4 separate regions of the Mus musculus genome follow, and all the other regions are linked to region 3. A link is a contact called in public HiChIP or PLAC-seq and promoter capture Hi-C data. All regions are on one chromosome and are shown on one strand. The core of a region is the stretch at or near the end of the contact, and the rest is flanking DNA. Distances in the headings are between cores, read along the strand shown.

Region 1 (2,700 bases), core at 96-2,595, 490 kb before region 3:
AGTAAGTGGCTCCCTGGTACTACATATGAGCTTCTTTAGGGTTGATGCTAACTCACAAGCTGCTGTAGAAGTAGCCAAGAAGGTTTCTCACATTTCAGATCTCAAAGAAAAGTTGGTTTGGAGACTTTTAACTAACTCTTGACTTAAATATTATCAGCACGTGACACCTCGGTGCTGACAAAATATAAACTATGACATCAGCCAACTTTCAAGGAGGCACCCAAGTCAGCCCCAAAAGGCCGCATGATTGAGGGACAAGGGAACGGGAAATGGACAAGAATGTCTAACTGTAAATAAAGTCAGCGCATCCTGAAATCACGTGACTCTCCGGCTCCCCCTCCCCCCTTTCCCCCTCCCCTGGCTCCCTCCACTGCCACTTCTGTGTTTCCCTTCTCCATTGTTGTCTTGATGCAGAGCACGAAAGGCTTTTCCCAATCTGATCCCCTCATCTTCACAGCCCGCTGAGTAGATCTGCACCCGGGATAAAGCTACCTGCATGGGCAGCTCAGCTCCAAGGCAACCTTATCCTACGTTGTCATCTGTAGGAAGATCTCTAACAGGATTGGTGAGGATTTTCAGGACTGAATGAGATCATAGTTTTAGTCAGCAAACATCGCTTGGTAGCTTTCTGTGTGTGATGCGCTTTATGTAGTAGATAATGCGCTCTCTCTCTCTCTCTCTCTCTCTCTCTCTCTTTGTTAAAGATTTATTTATTTATTTTATGTATATGAGTACACTGTAGCTGTAAGATGGTTGTGAACCATCACGTGGTTTGCTGGGAATTGAACTTAGGACCTCTGCTTGCTCCAGCCCTGCTCACTCTGGCCCAAAGATTTATTTATCATTATATCTAAGTACAGTGTAGCTGTCTTCAGACACACCAGAAGAGGGCATCAGATCTCACCACAGATGGTTATGAGCCACCATGTGGTTGCTGGAATTTGAACTTAGGACCTTCAGACGAGCAGCATTCAGTACTCTTAACAGCTGAGCCATCTCTCCAGCCTTAGATAATGCTTCTTGTTTCCAACAGGCTTTAAATATACAAATAAGTGATGTTGTATTTGTATCAACATCAAGAAGGGAAGGAAAAAAAGGGAAGAAAGGAGGAAAGGAAGGAAGGAAGGGAGGGAGGGAGGGAGGGAGGGAGGGAGGGAGGAAGGAAGGAAGGAAGGAAGGAAGGGAGAGAGAGAGAGAGAGAGAGCGAGCGAGAGAGAAAGACAGACCAGAGTGAAGACATAGCATAAAAGGGCTAGGGACTCCATTTTATTAGCATGGCCCGGGGGAAAGCCTCTGTGTAAGGTGACATTAGAGCTGAAACTTGCAGGAAGTGATAAATACCCTGAGGACAGCTGGAACACCAGCTTGAAGATGACATTTGACACTTGAAACTTCATGAGGTAAGCAAAGAGACTATTGTAAAGAGAGACAAACTGAGAGGAAGGGTTCTGGCCTCACATCGCATGGCATTTCAGGGTCAAGCATGTGAGAAGTGAGAGGGAAGGAGCCCACGGGAGGAGGACGGTCAAGGAAAGGAAGGTAAAAGTGAGGAGGTGTTGTGTTTCCTGGAAACCAGCTGAGCAAAGGCTGGCCCAGCCTGACGGACAAACCAAGGAGGACAAGGACTTTGAGGTTAGCATGGCTTTGCCATAGTGGTCAGGACACTGGTAACTCTGACAGAAACAGTCCTGACAGGACAGTGAGTGTTTGGGCGTGGAGCTGTATACACTATAGGAGAAGATTTAGGAGATAATGGGAAAGAAGGAAAATGAATTGAAATTGATATTTTTGGAAGGAACAAGGGTACATGACTGCATGTTTGTGTGTGTGCCTCTGTGTGTGTGTGTGTGTGTGCGTGTGTGTGTGTGTGTGCATGTGTGCACGTGTGTGTGTGTGTGTGTGTGTGTGTGTGTGTGTGTGTCTGCCTCTGTGTGTGTTTGGTCTCTGGTAGAAGCACAGACTCACTGCATCAAAAGGAACAGAGGAGACCAGAACTGCTGAGTCACCTCAGTTGATTTGGGGCAGAGAAAGTTGTCTTTTGTTTATTTCTATTATCGAAGGAAGAAAAAGAAAAAGAAAATCAAAGCCATTGATTCAAAGTGAGGAAAGCACGTTGAGAGCAAGACAGGCGAGCATATGAAGGCGTTCCCTAAAGGAGCAGGAGGGTGAGCAGACCCCGGTAACAGCATGCTAGTTTAAGAGATTTCTATATGTCAAGAACTCTTCTAAGTGCTTCTTGTTGACTAATTAACTCAGTCAGTGCTTATTATAATCCCAGAGCCAGGTGTTATTTTTTCTCCCCATTATACAGAAAAGACTGACTCTTTGTCAGTGAAAATAATACATGCTGGGATTATTCCATTTGATCGACACCACCATCTTTTCTCAAAAAAGCAGTGGTGGTGCACGCCTTTAATACCAGCACTTGGGAGGCAGAGGCAGGCGGATTTCTGAGTTCGAGGCCAGCCTGGTCTACAGAGTGAGTTTCAGGATGCCAGGGCTACACAGAGAAACCCTGACTTGAAAGAAAAAAAAAACAACCAAACAAACAAACAAACAAACATGTGTTGGGTACATACGTCAACTGATAACTGGTAGTGTATCTGCGAGGATTTGATGATCAAATCCTCCCCTTCCAGAAGTAGACAGAAGATAAAGATCATTCCCGGGTAAGAGTAGGACTGCATAGGGCACTGGATA
Region 2 (2,860 bases), core at 21-2,520, 410 kb before region 3:
AAGTATATATTTTTAAAGATAAATATTTTTCAATATTTATTTATTTATTTCATGTATATGAGTACACTATCGCTGTCTTCAGACACAGCAGAAAGGATATAAGCAGAGTATTGAGTGAAGCGACGCTGAAGACCCTTAAGGGCAAGAATATACTCTTTGCCTTTCCTCACTTGAAGTGGGTCCCATTACAGATGGTTGTGAGCCACCATGTGGTTGCTAGGAATTGAACTCAGGACCCTCTGGAAGAGCAGTCAGTGCTCTTAACTGCTGAGCTATCTCTCCAGCCTCGGTAAATATTTTTTTTTCCATTTTTTATTAGGTATTTAGCTCATTTACATTTCCAATGCTATACCAAAAGTCCCCCATACCCACCCACCCCCACTCCCCTACCCACCCACTCCCCTTTTTTGGCCCTGGCGTTCCCCTGTACTGGGGCATATAAAATTTGCGTGTCCAATGGGCCTCTCTTTCCAGTGATGGCCGACTAGACCATCTTTTGATACATATGCAGCTAGAGTCAAGAGCTCCAGGGTACTGGTTAGTTCATAAAGTTGTCCCACCTATAGGGTTGCAGATCCCTTTAGCTCCTTGGGTATTTTCTCTAGCTCCTCCATTGGGAGCCCTGTGATCCATCCATTAGCTGACTGTGAGCATCCACTTCTGTGTTTGCTAGGCCCCGGCATAGTCTCACAAGAGACAGCTACATCTGGGTCTTTTCAATAAAATCTTGCTAGTGTATGCAATGGTGTCAGCGTTTGGATGCTGATTATGGGGTGGATCCCTGGATATGGCAGTCTCTACATGGTCCATCCTTTCATCTCAGCTCCAAACTTTGTCTCTGTAACTCCTTCCATGGGTGTTTTGTTCCCAATTCTAAGGAGGGGCATAGTGTCCACACTTCAGTCTATTTAAAAGAAAATATATTTTCAAAGATAAAATATATTTCAACTACTTCATTAATGCTAAGTGTTCACAGTGGGTCTTGATATACCAAGTGAATTAAATGGGGGTAAGCACACAGAAAATCAGCTTTCACGTGATCAATTTGAACCATTTAACATTTTTATGTAAGTCATCATAAAAGCTGACTAGCGACATAGGTCCTCAGAGTGTGCCCTCTTCACTTCTGTCACCATTTCAAGAATGGTTTTCAGTCACCAGATTTTTTTTCTTTCCACAAATATAAAACAGACACTGAAACACTCAGTGCTTCTATTGCTTAATATAAAAAAGTTGTGTCAGATGAATGGGACGAAAGAGGAAGATGCAGAGGTCGGGGACTTGGCAGCTCTCTCACTGACGAAGGAAAACGTTAGTGAACCTTAAGGAGATAAAGAGTGGGGGTGTGGATCCTTCTCTACCAGACCAGATCAAGTCAGCCCTTCACAAGGAGTACTAAAGGGTGTCCCTGAGAGGAGAGACCTGTGTGGCCTTGAAGAATCAAGTCACTGCTCATTCATTCAACCGAGCATTGACAGAGCGGTGGTGTTTAAACAGTGATCGGATTATTCTCTGAAAAAATCCTGATAAGGGGAAAATCAACCATTTCTCATAGGTGGCCTCTTTATAGTGTTCTGTAACATACCCCACTGTTAACAACTTCACCGATGTCTCTTGACTACACTGACACACACACACACACACACACACACACACACACACTCACACCATACTAAGAAGGAGATTACATCCTTCAAATCTTTTTCTTCTCATAAGCACAATAGTTCACTCAACCCTACACGAAGTTTATGACTACAAAACAGCGTTTTCCTCATTCCTGAGTATTAGGTAGGCCTGCGGCTATGATATGATGTTACTTCTATGGTTGTGTTATACTACATGGCAAAAGTAGGAGTGGGTCACATAATTAAGTCTCTAATCATCAGTTCACCCTGGCTTTTTCAGTAGGAAAATATCCTGAGGAAGAGGGGTGAGGCCAGATCAAGTGATCTCTTTGCAAGGGCTACTGAAGGTTGCCCCTGGAAGGAGAGATCCCACGGCCTTGAAGAATCAAGTTCCTGTACATTCAATGACAGAAGGAAGAGAACTCTGTCAACAGCTATTTAGGCCCAGACTCAGATTAAAGCAGAGTTCAGTGTCACCTAAAGCAAAACCTTTGAGTCTCATTAGGGAAACCTTTAAGCCATGGCAAGATCTCTGAGCCAGGCAAGCTGTGAAATCATCGATGTCTTCGCTTGCTAAGTCTTTGGGAATTGATCGTCATCAAAACAGTGTTTGCAGGGGGTCTCTGTAGTTTAAAAACTAAGTGTGGGCTTCAAGACTCCGCATTTTCTGTTCTGGTAGGAGTCTGTTGCGAAGAGCAGTTTCCTTGATGAGGGATGAAGACCACAATTATCTGTGGGTTTAAAGACTGTATACCTATAGGACAGTCAGTCCTACAACTAAAGCCCAAGGAACACTGTGGAAGAGAAGACAGAAAGGCAACAAGAATCAGAGCATCAGGGAGTTTGCAGAGAGTCTGTCTCCTAGGAGCATCAGAAGCTATCCTCAGATGAAATCACACCAACATGACGGCCCAAGTATGAGCTGAACAAAGATGACACCGGAAGACCACAAACTGGGTAGGGAAAGCCTATGAGGTCACAACCCTGTTCAAAGAACTACAGGCAACAGGGGTAAGATGAGAGTGGGTGTGGTGGTCCTCCATAGGGAAGAGGGAGATGCTAATTGGTTGTCGGGGTGAAGCAGTCATCCTGAAAGCATACATACAAGCATCATCATATGAACTCAACAGGTTGTATTTGGAAATGCATATGTACATACAACTGACACTAAGCATGTAATAACAATGAGGGAAAAAGAGGCCATGAACCTGAAGGAGGTGGGGGAGGGTTGTATT
Region 3 (2,700 bases), core at 162-2,661:
GAAAGAGAACCATCCTCAGAATTGCTCTTCTAACAATCTTAACACGGGGACAAAACCTGATCTAACTTACAGCTATATACCAGTTGTCAGGTGGGAATGTCAATCGGGGCTTCTTTAGAGTCAAAAGACCAGTCAGCCTCCGTCTCCTGGTATTAGATAAAATACTTTGAGATTTACAATCTCTTTCTTGTTTTATTGGGTATTTAAGGTTTTTTTTTTCTTGTGAATATTTTCATGAAAACCAACCTCAACCCTAAACTTTTTTTTCTCTCATATATATTTAGAAGAACCAATTCATGAACAGAACACATGAATATTTAAGTTTGGCAACTGCTGGTTTTCACCAGAAATGCGAGGGCTACTATCATTTCCTGTTTTCTGTCCAGGGTATGTGAGCATGAAGATTCTGAGTTAAATTCCCTAAGACCGCACAGAGGATGAGCAAATGGGACCAGATTTGGTCTGCAGCCTTCAGAACTAAGAACTCCTTAGAGGAACATGCATCATGCCATGAACCCCCCCGCCCCTCATTCTGTTATGCAAAACATATGCTTTCAAAAGCTGCATCTCTTTCCACTTCACTATGCCCACGCCAGCCACCACTCCACCCACCCCTGTCCCCCGCAACCCCGAAGACCGAGCGCTTCTTGTTTCGCAATTCCCCACAGGCTGTCAAAACTTAGCTAAGTCAAAGACTGCGATCACCTCCTCAGGTCCGGAGCCCTACCTACCCTCCAGGTTGAAGTGGACCAACAAGGTGATCCTGACTAGCCTAGGGAGGAAATTCCCCGGGTCAGTCAGCTAAATTCCCCATTTAGCTCAGTAAGGACACAGGGGAGCAAGCAGGCTCCCTGTAAATTCTCCCCAAATGTTATGCAATGGCAGCTAACGATAAGGCATGAAATAATTGCAGTGTTTAAAACATTTTAACCTGCTCTCCAAGTCAGTAGCACCTAAAAGTCACTCCGTGCAGTGATGTCACTCTCCATTCCTCCCAGGACTCTGAACTGCCCAGAACCGGTGAGGATCCCCGAGTTGCCAACTATTTAGGAACTATGCTCTTAGTGTCGCCCGCCCTGTGCCCTGCGTCCCCGGGCGCGCTAAGGTATCGGATCCGCCCTCTCCAAGTCCCCTCCCCGCCCCGCTCCGTCTCACTCACTTGTAGGGCACCGGCCAGCGTTGCCCAGACGTCGGGGACGCGCCCAGAATCGTCGCCAGCCCGAGCAGCGCCAGCGCGAGCGCCGGGCGCCAGTGCGCTCCACATGGCCCCCCGCGCAGCATCCGCGGCTCCCTGAGATCCCGGAGGCTCCGGGGCCCCGGCGTCGGCCTTGCGTGCGCGCCGCCGCGAGGAGCCAGCCAAGCACCAGCGCCGGCTTGGCCGTGTGACCTCCGGGCGCGTGACGCCTCCCCTGTCCCGGCCGGGGCGGGGCGCCTCTGTTCCAGCGCGCGTGCGCTGGACGCTAAAAAGCCCTGTCCTCCCGGAAGGGTGAGACTGGTACTGCAAAACTCACTCCAGCCTGGTGGATGTGTGCTATGCCTCTAGCGCAAAGGTGCTTTCTGCCCTCCCCGCAGCCATCACCAGCCAAACCGTAACAACAATAAAACACTTATGAACTTTCTTGACCCACATGGCCCAGGCCAGTCTCCAACACAAATCTTCTGCTTGGAGACACTGGGTGCTCAGCGGAATTAAAAAATGAGGACATTACAGGAAATGATTGCCCTCTCCTGGCCTCTCTGAGAATGTTGCAAAGATCAGCAATGACAATATGCTTTCCGTGCTGCCATCGGCATCACCAGACTTGGACTGCTCTGCTCCGGTTCTGTCCTCTGCCACACTTAGTATTATCCGTGACTCTTCAAAGCTTAAGACCGACCAATAGAGCTAGGTTTAATCCATTTATCCTCCGGTCCTCCTTTGTCCAGTAAGTGTAAGATTGCTAAGAGCATCACGCCATACGGAATCAGGCTGTTCAGGCCACTGCACTGAGTGATGGCAACCAAGATCACTCACGTACGCTGGAGATGAGACTGGAACAGGCAGTATTTTGGAGATCTCCTAGCAAACCCACTATGTGTATGCACATAGGAGCTGCATGAGGTCTGAACTACAAAGCGAACACGGGATCCTTTTTGCTTGCCAACTCTGAAGCTCAAGAAGAGATAGAAATGTCAGATCCAGAAACCCTTTATCAAAAGTTTTGGACCTATCTGGGTTGTAGTGTGAGGCTGATATTCTCAGAGATTCCTCTGCCAAAGGTTCTAGCTGTTTCGTCCTTGCTGATGTATTTTCCAAAAGGAAAAAAAAAAAAATTAAGTCTGTAAATTTTAGGAGACAAAGTTTCTCAGGGAATGAAAAAAACAGGGTGTCATCATGATACTTTAACGTGTCCTAGCAGGTGATGGCTGGCTTTCTCTTTTTGACTTCAGGATGATAACTAGCCAGGCAAACGTGTTAAGTTCAAGCTCATCTTTGCTTTCTTATTTATAACTCTGTGAACTAAATAAATCACTATTCTGAGAAGGGTTTCCAGGTTGCTAAAGGTTCTGTCAAACACGACATGCTTTTTTGCTTCGGACACACCAATTTTCTAACCACATTTTAATGAAAGAGTAATGATATTTTAACTAGGTTTGTAGGCCTTAGATATACTCACCTGCTTTATAGGTGCTTAACTGCCCTAAACAAATACATCAACT
Region 4 (2,700 bases), core at 183-2,682, 290 kb before region 3:
TTTCAATTATCTCAGCAAAAATTAATATATACATGCACATATAAGTATGTTTTTAAAATTGGCAACGAGTTAGTAATTGTTAAACTTAGTGGATGAATCAGGTATGTTATCATATCATTTAACTTTACATTTGAAAATTTAAAATACAAAGTGGTGAAAATATAAGTTTAAGGGACTGGAGGAATGGATCAGAGTCCATACTGGTCTTACAGAGAAAATGAGTTCAGTTCCCAGCACTCATGTGAGCAGAACCCTCTGCTAACTCCAGATGCTGTGAGTCTGACACCCTTGGTCTCTCTCTGCTAGCACTATCCTTACATGTACATCTTTCCTTCAGACTCACACACATAATTAGATTTTTTTTATCTTAAAAATGAATTTAACATTTTCATTTAAATATAAGTCTGTACACAAGATGTTAGTTGTGAAAATAATGTGACAAATACAAAATCCACCAGTCTAAGAATTAGAACAATAGCATTGTTTTTTATATTTATGGTCTTCATTCTACACTCCACCTCCTCATCTTGATATTTTAAATTTTATAACAGAAATTTTTGAGTATGTACAACATGCTAGTTAGGTTCCTATTTTTTTTTTACTTTTCCAACTTGACTCAAGCTAGGGCCATGCAGAAACCTCAGTTGAGACCATGCATCCGTCACATTGGTCTGTAGGCAAGTCTGTGAGATGAAGTGAACACTTCCCTCCACAAACTGCTTTGGCCATGGTGTTTATCACAGCAATGGGAACCTAACCAGGACTACACACTGTCCCACCCCTGAATGTGCTGCTTTGTGTTAGGATATTGGAGATTATCCATAGAGAACCCCTTTGATTTGTAAAGTCAATAAAACCTCTGGAACATATCCTGCCAAGAACACTCTGTAAATGAAGACTCGGAGACATTTAGTGCACTGCAAAGTCATGTCAGATGTGAAAATCCCAAACTCAAATCTTAAACATTCTGTGAATGTACACCATTTTCAATAAGGATCAAAGCAGTGTTGTTTTGAACATTGCTTTAAAATAAAAAAAAATGGTATTTCATAAAAAGTAGAGACTATGTCTTGTAGCTGGAATCACCTGAAAAACTAACCCAGTTGATTGATTCATTGCTGCTGTGAAAATAGATTGCAACACACAGGTGAAACTTACTTTTCCGTTGTGAGAAGCAGTTGGGTGGAAAGCCAGCATGCCACTAGAGTACACTGAGATGCTATCTGTAGTTAGTATGGTAGTACAGAGTTAAGGATAAAGAAGGATTTCTGCTTAGTAAACGAATGAGACTGAGAAGCATGAAAGGAAAAAGGAAAGGAGAGAGAGAGAAAGGGGGAGAGGGGAGAAAGGAGGGGAGGGAGAGAGGTGGGGAGAGTGGGGAGAAGAGAGAAAGAGTGTGCTGAGTCACCGTGTAGAGAATGATTAAAGAGGAAATAAGAAGAGGAAGTGGTTTATTGAATAGGGTTGAGATATATATATATATATATATTGACTTGAGATGATTTAAGTCTCTGTTGGCAGAAAATATAACAATCATCATAGAAAAAAAAGCTAACACATTATTAGATGAAACTGTTAAAGCCACTGAACAGTTAGTTTTCATGTGGATCACACTTCTGCTGAGGCTCTACTTGCTGTCCTTTGGGTTGACTGTAGAGCAGTAGAACGGTATATGTGCTAGATTTCCTCACTCTTGTTTAGTTACACACACACACACACACACTCATGCATGCACACATGCACAGACATGCACACACACACAGGCGTGCACACACACACACACTCATGCACACACACCTACACAGGCATGCACACACACTCATGCACACACACATACACAGGCATGCACACACACACACACATACACACTCATGCACGCACACATGCACACACTGAGTCCTTTATTACTATAACAATCCTTTCTGTTCCTTAAGGTTCAGGAAAGTGTGGGTATACATCACAGAACTAGTAAGGGTTAAAAATGAGTTTGAACTAAAGTGTCTCTAGTTACCATGTAAAGCTTTTTATTTTCTAGGCTAGAAAACTAACTCAACAGCCTAAATAAATTCAGAAGCTGAGCTAAACTTCATAAGATCTTCAGATCTTAAATGTAAGATTAGACAAGTTAAATATGAATATGAATGGGTCCAAAAATGATAATCAATAGAATAATTAAATTAATCCATTAACTAATTTAATCTCACAGTAAAGAGCCCATGAGAGGAAAAGATGAAGAAAGGTCTAGTGGAGCAGGGGACAGTAGAACACATGTGATCTGAGTGTAGAAGGGGGAATACTGGGAATGGAAAGGCCTGAGCTATGATCCTGCCTGTTGAAGGCAGAGAGAGTGGAGGGAATGTTATTTTAAAAAAAAGTTTATATTAAAAGGAAGCCATAAGGAAGCCTACTGCTTCATAAATTGATTTAAAAATACAATCTAAACAAGAGCATTTTCATGGAGGTACTCTGCCTGAGTGGATAATGCTGTTCTCAAAAATCACTTATTACTAAATAAAAGTCTTAATGACTTCCTGTAGCAGTGGTTCTCTACCTATGGGTTATAGATCTTTGAGAGGTTTGGGTTGAATAACTCTTTCACAGGGGTCACCTAAGACTATCCTGTAATCAGATATTTATATTGCAGTTCATAACAGTAGAAAAATTAGTTATGAAGAAGCAAAGAAAATGATTTTATGGTTG

What was found. Promoter capture Hi-C pulls out the DNA fragments that hold promoters and counts their contacts. HiChIP or PLAC-seq counts read pairs in DNA pulled down with a chosen protein or histone mark.
Region 1: a promoter capture Hi-C map of trophoblast stem cells shows a contact between it and region 3, with 4 times the contacts expected there. The contact joins the enhancer-like site here to the promoter of Cln5 in region 3. A contact is called at or near these places in 2 of 39 promoter capture datasets (pre-B cells and trophoblast stem cells), 2 of 15 datasets of contacts at CTCF or cohesin (the NIH/3T3 cell line and embryonic stem cells), 28 of 484 Hi-C or Micro-C datasets (the 3T3-L1 cell line, the AML12 cell line, B cells and 18 more), 18 of 115 datasets of contacts at active chromatin or transcription factors (the 230-238 cell line, acute myeloid leukemia, bone marrow-derived macrophages and 10 more) and 2 of 9 other capture datasets (embryonic stem cells and liver).
Region 2: an H3K27ac HiChIP or PLAC-seq map of microglia shows a contact between it and region 3, with 8 times the contacts expected there. The contact joins the enhancer-like site here to the promoter of Cln5 in region 3. A contact is called at or near these places in 15 of 39 promoter capture datasets (the 3T3-L1 cell line, 3T3-L1-derived adipocytes, the C10 cell line and 10 more), 4 of 15 datasets of contacts at CTCF or cohesin (the NIH/3T3 cell line, large pre-B cells, pro-B cells and 1 more), 52 of 484 Hi-C or Micro-C datasets (the 3T3-L1 cell line, the AML12 cell line, B cells and 35 more), 26 of 115 datasets of contacts at active chromatin or transcription factors (the 230-238 cell line, the NIH/3T3 cell line, acute myeloid leukemia and 16 more) and 3 of 9 other capture datasets (adipose tissue, embryonic stem cells and liver).
Region 4: a contact with region 3 is called in a promoter capture Hi-C map of pre-B cells, with 3 times the contacts expected there. The contact joins the enhancer-like site here to the promoter of Cln5 in region 3. A contact is called at or near these places in 2 of 39 promoter capture datasets (neutrophils and pre-B cells), 5 of 484 Hi-C or Micro-C datasets (the G1E-ER4 cell line, embryonic stem cells, natural killer cells and 1 more), 10 of 115 datasets of contacts at active chromatin or transcription factors (the 230-238 cell line, bone marrow-derived macrophages, embryonic basal ganglia and 6 more) and 3 of 9 other capture datasets (adipose tissue, liver and macrophages).

The regions. Positions count from the first base shown.
Region 1 is chr14:103,557,231-103,559,930 of GRCm38.p6, reverse strand. All of the region lies in intron 8 of Scel (sciellin), which reads right to left. Among named protein-coding and RNA genes, the nearest start is that of Scel, 45 kb to the right of the region's middle. Within about 2 kb of position 1,345, at least 2 of the 459 cell types and tissues checked have an H3K27ac peak or open chromatin away from gene starts, as enhancers often do. A contact at or near this core is called in trophoblast stem cells, where this site is marked.
Region 2 is chr14:103,480,146-103,483,005 of GRCm38.p6, reverse strand. All of the region lies in intron 2 of Gm34907 (a long non-coding RNA gene), which reads right to left. Among named protein-coding and RNA genes, the nearest start is that of Gm34907, 18 kb to the right of the region's middle. Within about 2 kb of position 1,270, at least 11 of the 459 cell types and tissues checked have an H3K27ac peak or open chromatin away from gene starts, as enhancers often do. A contact at or near this core is called in adipose tissue, bone marrow-derived macrophages and microglia, where this site is marked.
Region 3 is chr14:103,068,927-103,071,626 of GRCm38.p6, reverse strand. It overlaps Cln5 (ceroid-lipofuscinosis, neuronal 5), which reads right to left and starts at 1,411. Exons shown (of 4, transcript NM_001033242.1): 1 at 1,160-1,411. The coding sequence starts at 1,281.
Region 4 is chr14:103,362,068-103,364,767 of GRCm38.p6, reverse strand. No RefSeq gene overlaps it. Among named protein-coding and RNA genes, the nearest start is that of Gm34758, 17 kb to the right of the region's middle. Within about 2 kb of position 1,432, at least 42 of the 459 cell types and tissues checked have an H3K27ac peak or open chromatin away from gene starts, as enhancers often do. A contact at or near this core is called in the G1E-ER4 cell line, bone marrow-derived macrophages, neutrophils and 2 more, where this site is marked.